Linked DNA regions of Hordeum vulgare: region 1 is linked to region 2. The links are chromatin contacts, called in public Hi-C maps. All regions are on one chromosome and are shown on one strand. The core of a region is the stretch at or near the end of the contact, and the rest is flanking DNA. Distances in the headings are between cores, read along the strand shown. Region 1 has its middle 110 kb from the start of LOC123395806. Region 2 has its middle 14 kb from the start of LOC123398261.

Region 1 (2,841 bases), core at 236-2,735, 170 kb before region 2:
TGGTTTGTGCCGAGAGCCGTAAAATGTTGGATGCTTGGTTTCTTGCCTTGGCTTAATAAAGTTGGGGCTGGGGAAAAACCAATCTCATTTAGTAAAAAAATATCATCACCCTACTATGAGTCACTCTGTGTATTTTAAAACCGAACCGGAAAACCATATGAAAATCAACCGAAGCGAACTATTTTCTCGGTATGGCATGAAATTTTCTTACCGTTTGAATTCCATTTTTTGGTATATACCAAAAGTCTGAAGTAAAAAAATACATTTACATTTCTTAAGCGAACAACCATGCTACAACCAAAAAGATCTTGTGATATATTTTGTAGAGGAGCCAGGTACCCTGCTACGCACCTCCATTTTTCTTGTAATGTAGCCATTTTTCTCTCAAAAAATGCTAAGTATGCCCACAAACAAAGCAAATTATATATTGCATATTTGCATGCATGAACAAGCATCAATTCATGATTATATACTTAAATATTGCTTGTATAAAGAAGTATGTATTTTGAGTTATAAATTTATAAAATGTCATTATGTCATTTTCAAATTCATGCCACCTTTGGTTATTATGGTATATATACCAAAACCATAACAAAATAATTTGATATATTTTAAAACGGAACCATATTTTAATTTTATATGGTATTCACAAAAGTATCAATATCGTACAAACCGAGAAACCATATAAACCGACTAATCCGAATGCAATAGCTAACCATGAGTCTGCGTACTGTTGCCTCCCATCCTTGAGCCCCGTTGTAGATATCCACCATCACTTGCTTTGCTTGATCAACATGATGCCCTCTTCAATACTTCCTTGCCACTGGTTTGTTTGCAAGATTGCCTAAGTGGTGAGGTAGTGACATAAGGTAAAGATAACAACTGTAGGCCTAAGTGGTGAGGTAGTGACATAAGGTTAATTGTCTCATGACCAGTCCAGTCCATTCACTTATGCCATTTTTTATCCTCAACCACAGAAACACCTTGATTTCCATGGGTCCTATGGTCTGACAACTTCGTTTTTGTTACATGCGTCCTATGGCCCGTCGCCACTTTTGTCTATCAACATATGTAGATTGTAGAGGGTTATATGCATCTCCACAGTAACAATATTATTTTTGAGCTCATTTTAAAAAGCTTTTTTTTGAGCTCACAGTAACACTATTATTATTGTTAAAGTTTCCGTTTCCTGAAAATGATATTCAGTTTTATAATGAGGTGAGGGTTGGACCAAACAGGGCATGTGTACTACTCCCTCCGTTCCTAAATATAAGACCTTGTAGAGATTTCACTATAGACTACATACGAAGCAAAATGAGTGAATCTACACTTTAAAATATGTCTATATACATCCGTATGTAGTTCATAGTGCAATCTCTACAAGGATCTTATATTTAGGAACGGAGGAAGTACATACATACATGTATATGCATGCACCTGATCTGCCACGGATCAACGGCCGCCGTCTCTCTCGGTGAAGCTATAGCGCCACTCTGTCCGCTGACTTATTACAGAAGCAGCCAAGGCACGCAGACGCATTCATGCATGCGTGCATGGGTTTCTCTGGCCGCCCATGAACCGCCCATTTTCTCTGGAGCAAAACGAGATCTGACACTTGTTCGATCCATCGACCCGGTCGACACATGTACCTTTCGTGCCAGCTCGAGTTCATGCCATGTACGGCCCCCGCAAATCTGATAAAATCGTACTGTAGGTTTTGTCACACCAAACCGAACCCAGCTGATTAACCTTGGGCAAGCTAGCTAGGCATGCAGAATGAGAGTAATGACGTTGTAGAGGCCGGGCTCCATGGAGCCCGTTTTGAATAAAATAAAATAAAATATATTTAAAAGTTTTCAAAAGTGTCAAATCTTTTTTACATAGATGCACATGCATGTTCTTCAAATATGTATAGAATTTCATCGACTAACTTGACTATTTGCATGCTACCAAAAAAAAGACAAATATCAGCCCAAAAACAAAAAGGAAAAGGCATATTTGACTCCATGTATTTGTCTTTTTTGTATACAACACATATTAACATATATGTTTATGAAATTTTACACATGTATACTACTTTTTCTTATCTAAATAACTATAATTGAAGATAACTAGGCTAGTTCTTTTTACCTACAATTATTTTGAGGAAGCACAAACATATGTCTATATGTATACTTTTGTCAGATTTTTTTGAAGTGTGAAAATGTAGTTCCGTTGGAAAAAAATACCGACCTCTATATATGAAGCACTGTCGCTGATTGAACTTTTCATGCAGAATAATTCCTTTTTCAGACTCACAACGTATATAGTATTTACTTCGTCCAATATTACTAATCATAAACATAAATAAAAATAAAAATACATCTAGATACATTTATTTTTCAGATAAATATTTTCGGACGAAGGGAGTACTAGGTTATTATCGAATGGGCAGTGCTAGGCGTCGTCGCGCCGGCCCGAGGGCTCGCGCCGGTCGCGCAGCAGCCGTTAGATTAGGGTCCCCTGCCGTCAGATCTGGTCTCGCGCGCCCCCACTGCCCGGCCATCCTCGCACGCGCCACAGTCCCCGCACACGCCTAGCCCGTGCCGACGCCCCAGCACGTGCCGACCGCCTCGCCTCACCTCCTCACCGCTGGCCGCCCTCCACCGTCGGTCACCGCCGGTCGCCGCCCTCACCTATGTCGCCTTTCTGTGCGTTTCTAACCTCCATGGATGTAGCAGCGTGCGCTCATGGTTGCAACCCCTTGTAAACAACAATACGGTTGCAACAAAACAGAATGACAAATGTAGCAAAAATGTATAATGGTTGCAGCATTTCCCATCATGGTTGCAACTCGCCCAT
Region 2 (2,996 bases), core at 323-2,822:
CTGCTGTGGGAAGGAGTGGATAAGGGTCACTAAGGCCTATCTCGCAGAGGAAATGATGGAGACGGAGGCGGCTGATGTGGCGGTGCGGACGTCCGCAGAGGAGGAAGCCATCCGCGCCCACATTTTGAAGAAATGACAGCGGAGGAGCACGCGCGCCCTCACCAGCGAGCAGAATCGGACGGTTTGTCAAATAGCCGGACTGCCATCGAAGGAGGTGGATGAAGTGAGCGACGGCGAGGACAACTTCGGTGACGAGCAGATCCGGCTTGATCCATACTGCGTTTTCAACCGGTACTTCGGCAAGAAGGACAGCAAGGGCTCCGGGAAAGGCAATGGCTGCCGTGGGTGATGTCCACCATAGCCAAACATGTCAAATTTTTGTAGTCTGATGACATGTTAGTAGTGCGGGAGTAGTCGAACGATGTGTATAAATGCATTGACGTAGTTCCATGATTTATATGTATATAAGATATGAGATTTGAGATGCCGGATTTATATGAATATAAGATATGAGATTTGAGATGCCGGATCATAGAATGTATTGAGACACGTCCGTAGTCATTTGAGGAGCCGTATTTACATGCAAGTTTTGGTTGTAGATGCTCCAAACGTAAGAAGTTTGGGGCGAAGGAGAGTAGGACATAGACATGCCGCGAGAACTGATTACTTGCAGATCCAAACCCCTTAGTTGATCAAGAATTAGAGCGTCAATTCGGACTCTTTTTTTTTTTTGAAACAGTTTGGACGTTAATTTGGACTTAGAAAGCTTTGAAATGTTAAACAATCTTGGGATCTGATCGAGACGGCGAGCCGATAGATCTAGATCACGCACACCCGACTGGATCATCAATGCGAGGCTCATGCATGATTGCTCGCATTACTTGCTACAGTGTGCATTGCATCTAATCAAAGCCGCGTACGTGCATATAGACTTACTTACGACTAAAAGCAGCGTGGTGTGGGTTGAGTTGGAGCATTCACGCATGCATTCATGTCCGCCTTATTGGCGACAAAGCCAGACGTGCCGGTAGAGGGACGGGGACTTCCTCCAACCAGCGATCCTTCTCTTCTCGCCGGTCAGTGGCTGACGGCGATTGTTCCACAGGGATTGGTAGACTCTAGCTAATCCTTATATAGTAACACAGCTCTAATTACAATTTCCCGTCTTGTCAAGTATATCTACATCGAGACTTCGAGAGCCTGAAGCCTGTCGCCTGTGTAGGAGCCAGCGTACGTGCAGCGAGTGTCAAACTGATCAAGCTACGTGCGCCATTTCACTTCTGTGTGGCTGTGATGCATGTAATAACCAGTAGTAGTGTATTCAAATTAAGTCGTTCAGACTTCAAAACGGTAGCTAGCTAGCTAGGTTGATTGATGGCTGTGATGCATGTAATAACCAGTAGTAGTGTATTCAAATTAAGTCGTTCAGACTTCAAAACGGTAGCTAGCTAGCTAGGTTGATTGATAAGCACGTCCGTGTCAAGTGAGTGTAGCTAATGGACATCAGGGTTGAAGCCCTTGTCGGCTTTCTTGGAGCGTGTCAAGATCAAGGGCAGCTTCTGACCGATAGCCCGTGACAGCGAGCGTGCGGGGGATCCCTGTACGCACGCGCGCGCGGGCGCAAGGACGGACGCACACGTACGTGCGCCATCCATCGACGCCAACCTTGCGAAAAAATTATTAATTTGCGGCAGGTGACATCTCACTTGTCACTAGATCGATCGCAGTCATTGCCCATGCATGCATCTACAGACTATAGTGGATGCACACCCTCCCCCTTGGTCCATCTTGAGAGAGATAGATACACAGGCTGATCGAGACACGTGCGCATGCTTGACCGATCCCACATATTCCATGTTTAAGAGCATCTATAGTGAGAACTTAAATCCGGTTCGTGTTTCCTATTTATCCGTTGATACAGTGATATTTTTTATTTTATTTCTCATATATTCGATCACTTACATATAATTGGTGAAGAGGAAGAAAGAAAAAGAAAAAAATGAATAAAGGAAAAATAAAGGTGGTTCGGGATGGGGTTGGGTCCTATGTGACAAACTGCGCGTCCGCGAGCCCTCATATCCTCCTCATATTTGAGATGCGTACGAGGGTTCATGGACAGCCCGGACATCTAGAAATGATATGAGGGGTCCGATTGAGTCACTCTTTTCCTTTTCTCCTATCCGGTTATTGACCGGACGTGTCCGCGGATGTATGAGGGGTTATTTGAAGGATCCGACTATACATGCTCTTAACCTCCTACTCGGGAGAAGATTTATGACACACATGTGCACGAACACCGAGTCTCTCATATACGTTGTTTCTTTTTTCTTTTGGCCTCCGAGTTCATTCTTTCATATTTCTTGAGCGAAAAGTGCAAATTAAGTTATGCTTTCACATTTGTGTTTCCTGTGACGAGGGCTTTGAAATAAGGTCTATTTTTGATATATTTTGACGAGTTTAAAAGAATTATGTCAAGTTTCAACCTTTGAAACTTAGTTCGAGTGGTTGACAAAACCAACAACTTTTATACAAATTAAATTGCTTTAAGTTTCAACTCTGAAGCTAGATACGAGCAACCACTTCAACCAAGAAAATCATAATTTTCAAATGCAAAATCATAAGTTTCAAGGCTTAGAACTTAAAATTTACCGTGCCCCCTCGTGCGGGACTCAAATACTATACGAATCATTGGGCAATCAGTTAGCCGGGAAGAGCTGGACAGGTGCGTGCTCCCGCACTCGTGTGTGCCTGTGATTTTCTGTAGTATACACACCAATCAAATTTGTATTTAACTATGTGTGCAAGTTGAGTTCATGTGTTGAAAATGGATGAAATATTTAACTTTGTGCTATGGTAGGTCCATTGATGTTTTTGCATGATAGATTTTTTTTTGATAAAAATCTAGATGAAGTCAAAAAATATATTAAACTTGGCATGGTACCCCAATATAGTCACACAACCATGTGATACAATTTGATAAGAAATGACAAAATAAA

Evidence for each region. Hi-C and Micro-C count contacts between places; a contact is called where the count stands out from the background.
Region 1: a contact with region 2 is called in a Hi-C map of leaf, with 2.9 times the contacts expected there. The contact joins two enhancer-like sites. A contact is called at or near these places in 2 of 6 Hi-C or Micro-C datasets (leaf and seedling).

What each region holds. Positions count from the first base shown.
Region 1 is chr5H:44,534,240-44,537,080 of MorexV3_pseudomolecules_assembly, reverse strand. No RefSeq gene overlaps it. Among protein-coding and RNA genes, the nearest start is that of LOC123395806, 110 kb to the left of the region's middle. Within about 2 kb of position 1,485, at least 3 of the 3 cell types and tissues checked have open chromatin away from gene starts, as enhancers often do. A contact at or near this core is called in leaf and seedling, where this site is marked.
Region 2 is chr5H:44,367,102-44,370,097 of MorexV3_pseudomolecules_assembly, reverse strand. No RefSeq gene overlaps it. Among protein-coding and RNA genes, the nearest start is that of LOC123398261, 14 kb to the right of the region's middle. Within about 2 kb of position 1,572, at least 3 of the 3 cell types and tissues checked have open chromatin away from gene starts, as enhancers often do. A contact at or near this core is called in leaf and seedling, where this site is marked.